Linked DNA regions of Mus musculus: region 2 is linked to region 1. A link is a contact called in public Hi-C data. All regions are on one chromosome and are shown on one strand. Each heading gives the region's core, a stretch centred on a gene start, on an enhancer-like site or on the middle of the called end of the contact. The rest is flanking DNA. Distances are from core to core; before and after follow the strand shown.

Region 1 (5,861 bases), core at 1,826-4,325:
AGATTTTCACTTGTTTCCTGGGTTTTGGTTTCTAGCCCAGCCTGTTGTCATGGGGGTTTGTGTAGATCATTTGAATAGCATTAGGATTTCCAGTTCTCTTAAGAGTCATTTTTATTTTTTATTTGTATGTATGGAATGTTTTACTCGCACCATTTGAGCCTGGTGCCCATTGAGGCCAGAAGAGAGGGTCAAACCGAAGCTCACCTATGCAAAGCCTATGCTAAAGCAGCAAGCATTGGCTCTGGGTACCTGTGGCTATCGTTCCTTGCCTGATTTCTCCTGTGACGTTTTCCAGATATGTGGGTATCTGAGGCCTGGGTCTTTGCTGACAAGATGAGCATGCCAGTCTTTCTTCTGTCACTGGCCTTCTGAGGTGATCTCAGTGGTTAACTTTAGCAGTGCATGAGAACCATGGTGTCACAGGGAGGCAGCCTTCCCACATGTCTGTCTGGCTTCAGTCTGTTTGCAGCACAGTCCTCTGGCAGAGCAGGGCTGTGGTTACAGTAAGCCTGCTTTTGCTTTCAGCTGCTCTCCGACCCCCAGGCTACTGACCTTTTAGGATACTCTCTTTTTCTTTCTTTTTTTCAGTGCCTACCAGCAGACATAGCTTATACGGGCCTCTAACTATTCATCCAGTTCACTTAACAGGGAACTCACTGTGACATCAGCTGTGTCAGACAGAAATCCTGAGCACCAAACTAAAGAGCCTATGGAAGGGAGTTGAGGTTTGCAGCTGGCTTTTGACAATAATATGAAGTCCAGGCTTCCCTGAGGAACAGAGCTGTTCAGTCCCTGTGTTGTGGTGGAGTTTACTGAATGTCTCCTGGATGTTGGATACCTGCAAGAGCGCTTGGCGTCTGCCCAGGGGTGGCGCAGTCACTTGCTAAAGCACAGCACGTGAATGTGAAGTACATGTGAGTGTCACACTTGTGCTGACTGTACAACAAGCTTGTTACGCTGCTGACTATGCTCTTGGGATGGGATGGAGATGCATCACCAGCCACAAAGGATGAAGCCAGCCTTGCTGTGCCATGAACTGGCTCCGTGTCTCTGGACAGGTCACCCGCTATCCCCGTGAGTCTGTCTCCACATCTATAAAATGCCACTCCTAAAACAGAGCTTGATGCTGGGCTCTGGGGAGCTGTGCTTATTAAAAGAATGTATTGTTATGCTCACATAAACATGTACAATAGTCACATAGGGCAGAAGACAGGATAGATTTACCTCTGACATTTCTTTTAATGTTTGCATGCATGGCTGAAAAGCCCTGGCATACCATGGCTGCATAGATGTAGAGATACCCACAGACATGTGTGCTGCAAGTGTGTGTGTTTTATGTGTGTGTGTGTGTTAAGGAGGGGGAGAGACCTCTTGTCCCTTCCTCTCCTGAGCCCAAGCGGCAGAAGGGTCACAGCTCCACTCCCAGAGCAAAGCCACAACCTCAGAACAAAAGGACAGCCTGAGAAATACTAAACAGCTCTCCTCCTGGAAGTGATGGCTAAAACTGAGAGTCAGCTGGAACAGACACAGGTGCCAGAAGCACAAGGTCAGGAAAGCTGGCTCTGCAGAAGGGTCGTAGGCCCACCTTGTCCTTCTCTGCAGAAGGGTCGTAGGTCCACCTTGTCCTTCTCTGCAGAAGGGTCGTAGGCCCACCTTGTCCTTCTCTGCAGAAGGGTCGTAGGTCCACCTTGTTCTTCTCTGCAGAAGGGTCGTAGGTCCACCTTGTCCTTCTCTGCAGAAGGGTCGTAGGTCCACCTTGTCCTTCTCTGCAGAAGGGTCGTAGGTCCACCTTGTCCTTCTCTGCAGAAGGGTCGTAGGCCCACCTTGTCCTTCTCTGCAGAAAGGTCGTAGGTCCACCTTGTTCTTCTCTGCAGAAGGGTCGTAGGCCCACCTTGTCCTTCTCTGCAGAAGGGTCGTAGGCCCACCTTGTCCTTCTCTGCAGAAGGGTCGTAGGCCCACCTTGTCCTTCTCTGCAGAAGGGTCGTAGGCCCACCTTGTCCTTCTGAATCACAGGCACACCCTCAGGCCTGGCTGCTATCTCCTAATGAAATATTAACACCCAGTAGGTGTTGGATGTGCGTTAAAGACATCCTAGCATGTATATTTTTAGCCAGGACACAGTGGTATCAGTTAAAATAATTAGCCCGAGCCTGTAATCTCAAAGCCTTATCTCTCCACTCTTGCTTTTTTAGAAGGCAGATGTTTTAAAACTGATTTGAAAATCAAATTTGCCCTTCAGTGATTTCATTTGGAAGCAACAGAGAAGTAAACACTGTAAAGAAGGCTTCTGGGCACATTATGCATGCAAATGTGGCAGCCAGTCCTCCTGGAGAGGTGGGTGATGCTGGGGATGAATACAAAGGTCACCGACCCCTAGATTATGCTCCTCTGTCACTGGGTAGCAGCTCACACTTCATGCCTGCCAAAAGGAAGCAGAGAAAGGCTCCGGCCAGCGAAGATGATGCTGAGGCTGCTGAAAGTTCAGCCTTCCTTGAGCCCTGTCTTCACCCAGCCCTGTGTGCAGTACAGCAGGGACACTGTTCCTGTCAGGAAGTAAATACGTGCTAAGAAGTCTCTCTGATAGACTTGGAGGTCTGTCTGATCTCTCTTCAGGTTCAGCCCAGAAACACAGTGCTTCTCAACAGAGGCAGGCATGATTAGGAGCTGAAAGATACTATCATGAAAGTAAATGGACAGATACACTGAGGGTGTGTTGAGTAATTAGACTGCGGGTGCTGTGCTGTCTTTTTATGACATTGCAACATAGACTTTGTCACACTAATCGTAATTAGATACAGGTTATTGCTGTGGACGAGTACAAGGTGAGATTTACCCTGGCGCAAACTACATTCTTGCTCACTGTCCTCAAGAGTGAAAATCAGAGTCATCCTTCAGATCTGGAGAGATGAGATCTGTCACTAAGGAGACATTGACTACCCTGCCTAAAACTAGGATTACAAACTCAGTGGGCCAACCTCCTGGTTGGGCGGCTTCCAGAAGGTCATGAGCTTTCCCAGGCTGAGCCACAGTGGCCTCAGGGCAGGGTTGCTGAATAGGGCCAGCCAGCTGGGGCTTTGAGGGGAGGTCTGGCCTCTTTATGCGGTGTTAACCCATGTTCTAGAGAGGCTTGTTTCAGAAGGCCATGATAAATGAGCTGCACGTAGGAACCTCCAGGGAAGCCCTCTGTGTAGCTACAGTTCTCACCAGTGCTTTACCTCTTTCCTGGTTGAGAATCTTCATCACACACTTCTTGAGGAACGTGATAGGACCCTCTGTGGGCTCTTTCGGGTTCTCCCTTCCTTCCCAGCCTGAAGACACAGCTCTTCTGGGTGGAACATGTATCCGAGCCCATGTACACGAGCTAGCTCTCACTCCTGGTTAGAGCCATCGCTGAGGGCTCTGTCTAGGTGCCTGTAGTCATTCCCATTGACTGGAACACGGCCTTCTTCCCGAAAGCGGCTGAGCACCTGCCAGAAGTGAAGCAGTCGGATGCCACGGTCATGCTTGCTGCTGTGTTCAGGCTCAAGTTCTCAACTGGAATTCTGGAAAGTGGATTCTCTGTGCTGCTGGCCTCCCTAGGAAGTCTGTGGAAGTAACCTTCTCAGCAGCCATTCAAGGGGAAAATGGAATTTAACCAAAATCATATGTGATCTCTGGCTTTAAGAATCTAGCTGTTTAGCTTCACGGAAGACATGTTGGAAAGAATATAAAGACCTGGAGGCTGAGAGGGAGGGAGGCCTGGGCAGCACTGTCTTCAGGACTTGCACAGGAGCAGTGACTTCCCCCGCATAAGACCATCAGCACATACATGAGCCAGTGTGTGTGTGTGTGTGTGTGTGTGTGTGTGTGTGTGTGTGTGTGTGTTGGGGGGGCTTGTAAGGCAGCTGTGGTTGCACAGTCGTTACCTCAGTGGTGTAACCTCTGCTCGTGGGGGCAGCAGCCACTGTGCTCAGCAGACAACCTTAGTTAAATCCATTCGGCTAAGAGGGAAAGTCACGAAATAGCAAGGACCTTGTTGGGAAGGAGGACCCAGTGGCAGGGGATAAAGAGGTAATGACAGGCATATGTGCAAAGGACATTATATGTGGCATATAATGACAACTTTAAAAAAAAATACAACTCTTCAGGAAAGTAAGGCAGAGGGAGCTGAGGTTCACCGGCCTCCCATGTGGAAGACAGGTCTGCCTCCTCGTACATACTCATGGCCTTCGTCATCACGGCCTTACCCAGAGTGGAAACAGTTCAGAGATCCTGGATAAGTATGGCACACAAAGCATGCTATGCTGAGCACATATTACCTGCCAAGTAAATGGAATAAAGCACCCGTGTGTGCAGCACTACGGAGCTACAAAAGACCACCAGCTGCGTGACTTCCTGAACACAGAGCAAGCACCCAGAGTAAACCAGTAGAAGCACTGAGCTGAAACTCCAGTCCCACCCCCATCCCCCCCCACCCCACTCCCACCCCGTGTGGGCTTGTGAGGAACGCCCACCCGGTGACCGTCCTCAGGGTCCAGATTGCTTTCTGCAAGTATAAAGGTTAAGCTTCTGAAATTGATTGTGGGGATACTGACAACTAAGCCAAAACAAAGCCAGTATGTCTTTAAAGAGTGGGTGCCATTGTATGTGAGTCACATTGAAATGAGGTTCTTCCTCAGAGTGGAACGTGGCCCAGGGCTGTGGCTGCCCTGCAGACACCCTGTGCCAGGATGGCTCCATCAGTGGCAAGGCCAGCATCTCCTCCGTTCTGCTGTGAGGGCTGGATTGCAGCAGAGACCTGGGGCAGGAAGCATTGGCTCTTCCCTTCCTCCTGCTTTCTGCTCCTGCCTTTACTTCCTGTGATTTTCCCCTCCACGGTGTGGAGCAAAGGCTCCTCCTTAAACACCCCTCGCTGTCCACATTCAGATCCAGCACGCTCGCTGGGCTGCTTTAGAAAGGCAGGAAGGCAGAGCACCGGCCCCTGTGCCCTCCTGTCATGGAGCTGGCCCACTGCAGTCCCCTGGGAGAGTCTTCTCAGTGACACTTGGCACACGCACCACTGGGCTCCTGATGGGTATTCCAGCCCCCTTTTACAGCCCACTTTATGTGTTGGCCTGGAGGTCAGTGGTGTGAGCACCAACTGTAAAGAGACTCGTGGGCTGACAATGTAATGGTATTCTAAGTCAATAAAACTCAGATTTTAAAAGTCAGGGTGAGCCGCCCTTGATGTTACATTGGGCATAAATGTATATGAATGCAGGAGTTGAAGGCATTTGCATGACTTGGTTTGAGCAGCTGCTCTCTTAAGTGGTTCTTTTGATATGAAAGCTGCACCAGCAATGTCGGGGTCCCTCAAAGCGTGTGGTTATAAATAGCATGTCTGTGGAGCCCACATAATGCAGCTTTACTGCCAATTATTGTCTGACCTAACTCAGTGCAGGTTAATTCAATTTGATTCCTTGATGGCATCATAAAATATTGATAAAAAGTAGATAATAATGGTGTAATAGTGGATCCAAGAACCATTTTTATGAATACCATTGAAGTCACAGAAGATAGATTTGAATTTTCCCATTTCTCTATCTCTTATCCCCATGTGCTCATTCTCCAAATAATCAACACCTACTAAGTGTTAGGCAACAGAAGGACACACAGTAGTGCCACTTTCTTACATCGTAATGGCAGAAATGCCAGGTAATTATAAAATTATGACTGTTGATACATTCTGTGAAGCAAGAGAACCAGTAGATAGTGACTGGCCAGTCAGGGATGGGTGTTGAAAAGGCTTCACTGAGACCTTAGAGCCAAGATGAGTGTTGTAGTCAGGTTGCAATCATTGTGATAAAACACCATGACCCAAAGCAGCTTGGGGAGAAGAGGAT
Region 2 (5,861 bases), core at 1,738-4,237, 91 kb before region 1:
ATGGTGCATAAAGTAGATGCTTGTCTTTAATAAGTAGGCATAGATAGTAATAGTGCCAAAACTAAACAAAGACACTGAAAATGTGGTCCAGCAGTCCAGTATTCCAAAGGAATGTTAACCCCAAATACTTAGTCTTTGCTTCTGTAGTGTGTGCTTTTATGTGTGGCTGTGCTGTGCTCATTATAATTTAGGCCATTGGCTCTCAATCCTAAGGCTGCAGCCATGTGGTTATTTTGGTTGTCACTTCATACTTGTCAATTTGCTGCTGTTATAAATCATAACATAAACATCTGTGTTTTCCAATGCTCTTAGTTGACCCCTGTAAAAGGGTCGTTTGACCACCAAAGAGGTCGAAACCCATAGGTTGAGAACTACTGATTTAGACTAATGGTTTCCGAGCTGAGACATATATTAGACAATCTGCCTCACTTCAGTTAAATCACACTGTAAGAGTAGCATGCATGCATTTCTAAAATTCCTCAAACGAGTCTGACACTGATCTGATTAAGGAACCACTCATCTACACCCTGTACACTTAGGTAGGTTCATGGGGCATGCAAGGAGCCCTTCACTAAACCAAGAAAGGGGTGTGATTATGTCTGAGCCTGTTCCCACTACACAGCAGGAAGCAGCAACCTCCACCTCTCTGTCCCCACCCCTCCTCCCACAGCATTTACAGTTCCTAAAGTCACCTCTGTGTGCTAGTCACTGAAACATTCTCTTGTGTTCTCTGCCCTCGCCTGCCCTCCATCCTGCTGCCCTTGCAGTCACTGTTTGCACCGTGGCTGCTCCAGGCCAGACCAGTCCAGCCTCAGCTCTGTTGCTCTGCCCAGTCTTTCTGGCTCTCTCCTCCCTAGACATGCTGTTCTCCTGCCTTGACTTTTCCGTTCCCGGTTCCTTTCACCTCTTCCTTGTCATGTCCTGGTCCTGAGCAGTCACATCTAGGAAGCTTCTCTGCCGGTCATCCCTGTCTGGGTGAGGCAGCATGGCCACGAGCCACCATGCTGCTAGGGTAGAGTTCACACGCTCTTTATTAATTGGTATTGAAGTTTCGTCTACATTAAAATAGTAGCCCTTTTAGGAATTGACTTGTTCACATTTGTTTCCTTATCTCGTGTCTAAAAGGGTTCAGCATATGAGAGTTACCCAATAAAAATGCTAAGCAAACTGAGAAATGTGCCCACCCACATTTTTGAGTACTTACAATATGCCTCCCCTCTTAACTGAACATTTACTCTGTGCCTGGTTCCTGTAAATTCCCTTAAATTAGATACCATTACTCTCCCCTCTACAGATAAGGAAGCAGGCTTCCAAATAGCCAATGAAGAAGCAAAATCTGAGTTGTTCATTCAGGTGTCTTTATGAACGTGATAGTTCACACTCAGTCTGAATTAATGGTCTCTCTGATTGAGGCTATAAGAATATTAAAGAATCATATATAAACGTACAAGTTTTTGTTTATTGTTAATTGCTAATATTACCATTGCCTGTGATGGCTGTTAAAATAATTCTTTAAAAGCTGGGATCTTGTATAGTTTAGCCATTGGTTTTCTTGTCTGATGCTTACAGTTTTCCTAGTCTTCCAGTGCAAATGGACTCAGCAGTTTTCTCAGTTTGAGAGTTAGAAGGAGTCAAATTATTAACAGATTTTACCCCAGCTTCCACACCCATCCTCCCTTCCTACTTATGAGCCCAGAGCTTGAGCATTCTTCCTGAGAAATCTGCCTTCAAGTGGAGAAGTTGCCTTCCATCTACCTCCCTGATAGTAAGCAGTGAAGTGGCCTGATGCTGGCCAGAGCAGGGGAGGGCAAAGCAAGCCAGAGTGATGTTCACACAGAATTATCCAGCCCTGGGCCAGGGAGTGTTCTCTGGCTTTGTCCTTCTAAGCTTTAGCAGTGAAGTTATTCAGGGAGGCGCTGTTTCCCTGTACACTGAGACAAGCTTGATTTTCAGTCTCTGCCATGGTTGTTTTGATTCAGCTCTGTGGGCTCCATGCCTTGCACTTCTGACAGGGTCTCTAGAAAAGAAACTGGGTGAGCTGAGTCAACATAGCCTTGGCTTCTGGGGCAGGTCAGGCACAAGCAGGCCTTGACCGTTGCCACCCTTGTTTGTAACTGTGTGGTACAGGCCAAGGAGTGGCTGTGGGGTGGGAGTGAGTGGGCCCGAAAGATGGAGGTGCTGAGTGAGATGTATGTGAATCAACTCGGCTTCAGTGCCTCCAGAGTGGAAGTGGCTGCTGGTGGCCTGGATGAACTCGGTTTCCTGAGACTGAGCAGTGTCCTGAGATGTGAGACTTGTCCTGACATACAAGGATGGTGGCCGTTATGTTTAACTGGACTGTACTGAGATGGACAGAGGCAACAGAGATTGAAAACATTGTGTCTGGCCTTACTCCTGTGTGACTCACTCCAGCCCAGGAGAACAGCCCGTCTAATGCTTTCCTTGGGCTTCCTGATCAAGTAGTTAAGGCAGTGGGTCCTGATGTACTCTCCCTGGGTTTTGCTCTCCCAGTATCCCACTCGGCATCCCACTTGGCATCCCAGAAGGTATCCTTGGCAGGCCAGGAGCTATTAGATCTTTGCATCCCTGCCCCGGGCCTCTGCCTCCTGCTGCTACAGCTGCTGCAGTAGGTATAATGATTAAAGAGGGTGTGACTGTGCGCTTCCGCCTCCTTTCGTGCTTACTTCCCACGGCTCTGCTTTGATGCAGCTGGCTGAGCTGGGGTATTTGGGAGCATCCAGAGGACCCACAGCTGAGTCTATCAGGTACCCTGCAGCAGCTGTTATCTGAGGCGGCAGCAACAAAGGAAGGGTGCATGGCAGATATGCAGGAAGAACACCAGACAGGTCTCTGCTCCAGAGGGTTGCAATCAGCCGGTGTACATGTGGAGCTGGTGATTGTGCTGGAGAGAGGCAAGGGGAGGAGATGGTGTTTTCCACAGTTATCAAGATAAACAGAGCGGCCGGGGCCATCTGTGCAGCTGTGGCAGTGTGCCGATGAGCTGAATTACTTTATCTTTACCCAGTGGGAATTAACACATCCCCCTTTCTACCCAGGGGAGAAAGACTGCGGCTAACAAAACTAGTCAGTCGTTTGAATCTTCCCGCAGAATGGTGATAATTTATAGGACTGTCTGGATGTCTCCTTGTTCGGACATTTAATTAGTGAAAATAACAGCCTAGAAGATGAAATGGCTCTGTTGGCTAAGACAAATATTTGAGGACCTGGTAGGAGGACTGGGGCTAAGAGGCTGGAGAGGCAGTTGGAAGGGAATGGATAAGGAATAGAATTGTAGCCCGAAGGCTGAAGTGGAGATGGAAATGGTCCTGCCTACCAGTTTTCAAGTGGCCACAGAAACTTGAAGGCTACAGGTCTCAGACTGCAAAAGGCCCTACAGGTCCTTGCTGGAACTCTGAATATCCAAAGAGATGGGCATTCCCTTATGACAGGTAGTGAAGGCTTTAGTGGTGGTCACACCGTGAACATACCTCAGTTCTCACACCCTTCAGAACAGAACCCTAGCAAAACACAAGCAAGGCTGTGTAGACATAAACCCTGATCATATGGAAAAGAGCAAACTGTGAAGCCCATGAACAAGTGCACCCTCAGAAAGGCACGAGGCACCTGCACAGCACCAACAGTGCACCGGGCAGGAAAGGGCTGAAGGGAGGAGGACCAGTGCCCACTTCCCCACTGCATACAACCTGACCGTTCTCCCCAGCCAGAGTGCAAAACTGGGAACTTAACTGATGAGGGCAAAATAAGAGCATGCTAAGCCAGGGGTGCACAGTTAAGAAGGGCCATACTTCAGGGGTGAACTCATCACTTGTAGAGACAGAACCCTGCATTGTTAATACCCTAACACACTCGCGCGCACACACACACACACCCATATGCACAGAGATGGGCAGTTTTGGGTCCAGCTTTATGACTTGCTTCCAGAACACTAGCATCTCGGTCCTTATCCTTCTTCCTTGCAGCGAGTTAGAGATCTCTCCCTAGTTAATCTGGCCAGCCCATGAGAAGGTAAGCTGAAGGACCTAAAAGGGGGCTTTTGCCCACAGTTGCCTGTTTCTGTTGTTTGTTTGCTTGTATATAGGGAAATGAAAACTTCAAAAAGCCATTGCCATCTTTAGAGAGATTAACAAACAACAGCAGTTTTATACCAAGAATGCCATGAGAAGGAAGAGTTAGAGAATAGGAAGTATTGTTAGAGAGTTGCTGTATTAAAGCGGAATCAGAATATCAGTAAGCAGCCTAGACACTGAGGTTGAACTCTCCAAGAAAGGAGATGAAACCAATGAAAAGACTTATGCTGAAGGGAAGGCATAAAAGTGCAGGTCAGGGTTCACAGGGTCTCATAAGGTTCTGGTAATCCAAACGTCAAGTGTCATTGAGAAAAGGCCCTGGGGAAGAAGTCAAGACTAACAATTGAAATTTTGTGCAATGTGTGGGTTTCTAGATGGCAAAACCCACCCCAGGCTCATCTTCATGTAATTTCTGAGAATGGGGCATCTAGACGTAATCCATGCGCTTCTAGAGCAGGCTGTGGTCAGATAGTACAATGGTCTTTCAGTACCAAAGCAGTTGACTGACAAAATGATACTCTTCTCAGAGCTCCCGAGGAAAACAGTTGGTAGTTTAAAGGCCCATACCACATACAATGGCAGCCAAACAGGAAGGCGTACTAGAAGGTGGCTCAAAGTCTGTAACTATTCATCTTCCAGAAACCATTTCTCAGGAAGCTTTTGGTAAGCGTGTGCTCCACCAAAGTCACAGAACAAAACTGCAGAGAGGAGGAGAGACATAAAAACGGCTGTGGGGTGGGGTGGGAGCTAGAGGGGGCCAGGCTTGGCTGTGCCTGGCCAGGAGACCTAGGAAGATAGCTTGAAAAGAAAGCAATTACTACATCTCCTTGATGCCTCAGGATGTTGAGAGCAGCACATCAGCTGAGCGAGAGCTACTGGAAGAAAGGGTTTATGTGGAGTTCCTAGAAAATTAAGCAAAGCAAAAATCCCTTGAGCCATGGTCCTTTGGTGGCACATGCCTGTCACCCTAGCTTTTGGTGAGATCAGGCACACAGATTCCTTCACAGTTGAGGCCAGCCTGAGATATGTGAGACCCTGTTCCAAACAAAGAAAAACAAAACAACCTAATCTCATTGCTAACTAGGAAGACCCTGTGCAGGAATTAGATGTGAATAACATTTACATAATCATAATGTAAACAGTAAGTATTGATCCAGCTGAAGGTACAATCTACATTGGGGGATGGGAATGGTACAGTTGGAGAGGGAAAGCTAAATCCTTGTCTGCTGCAGTAACATTGGTCGATAAAGCCTAAAACCAGAAGATCAAGAAATAGCATCAGAAGCCCGTTGATTATAGATGCAAGATAAATCCTAAAATAATGAATTAAAGCAGATAACAGCGCTTCCTCTGGGAAGGGGAGGAAATGGAGCATGGGACATTTGTCATAGCAAGCCTTACAGGCAATTTGACTTTTAACTATGTGCACATAGAATGTTACTTTTAAAATTAAAGAGAAACTAACAGTAAAGGCAGCTTTGACTTGAGAGCAGAGGCCAAGCACTAGAGGGGCAGCAGTGGCTCCTGGAGACAGGAGAGAACCTTCCCCCTAGTGAGAGCAAGTGCCCCTTCCCATTGTGAAACAGTGTAGGGCTTGGTGCTCTCTCTGCCCACTGTCCTAGCACTAATGCTATACCAGGAGAGCCCAAGGCAGGAGTCTTCAGGCTTGGACTCTAAAGACATTTTGGGGAGGAAGAAAATCATTGCTAAACTGTCCCACCTCTCAAACAGTTTGTGAATCCACAGGAGATGTGGATGGTAGACAGACATCCG

The links. A called contact is a pair of places that touch in the nucleus more often than the background predicts.
Region 2: a contact with region 1 is called in a Hi-C map of the N1E-115 cell line, with 2.4 times the contacts expected there. The contact joins two enhancer-like sites. A contact is called at or near these places in 2 of 484 Hi-C or Micro-C datasets (the N1E-115 cell line and granulosa cells), 1 of 115 datasets of contacts at active chromatin or transcription factors (embryonic stem cells) and 2 of 9 other capture datasets (adipose tissue and embryonic stem cells).

The regions. Positions count from the first base shown.
Region 1 is chr17:30,253,260-30,259,120 of GRCm38.p6, reverse strand. All of the region lies in intron 9 of Btbd9 (BTB (POZ) domain containing 9), which reads left to right. Among named protein-coding and RNA genes, the nearest start is that of Zfand3, 250 kb to the right of the region's middle. Within about 2 kb of position 3,075, at least 15 of the 459 cell types and tissues checked have an H3K27ac peak or open chromatin away from gene starts, as enhancers often do. A contact at or near this core is called in the N1E-115 cell line, where this site is marked.
Region 2 is chr17:30,344,302-30,350,162 of GRCm38.p6, reverse strand. All of the region lies in intron 6 of Btbd9 (BTB (POZ) domain containing 9), which reads left to right. Among named protein-coding and RNA genes, the nearest start is that of Btbd9, 230 kb to the left of the region's middle. Within about 2 kb of position 2,987, at least 68 of the 459 cell types and tissues checked have an H3K27ac peak or open chromatin away from gene starts, as enhancers often do. A contact at or near this core is called in the N1E-115 cell line, where this site is marked.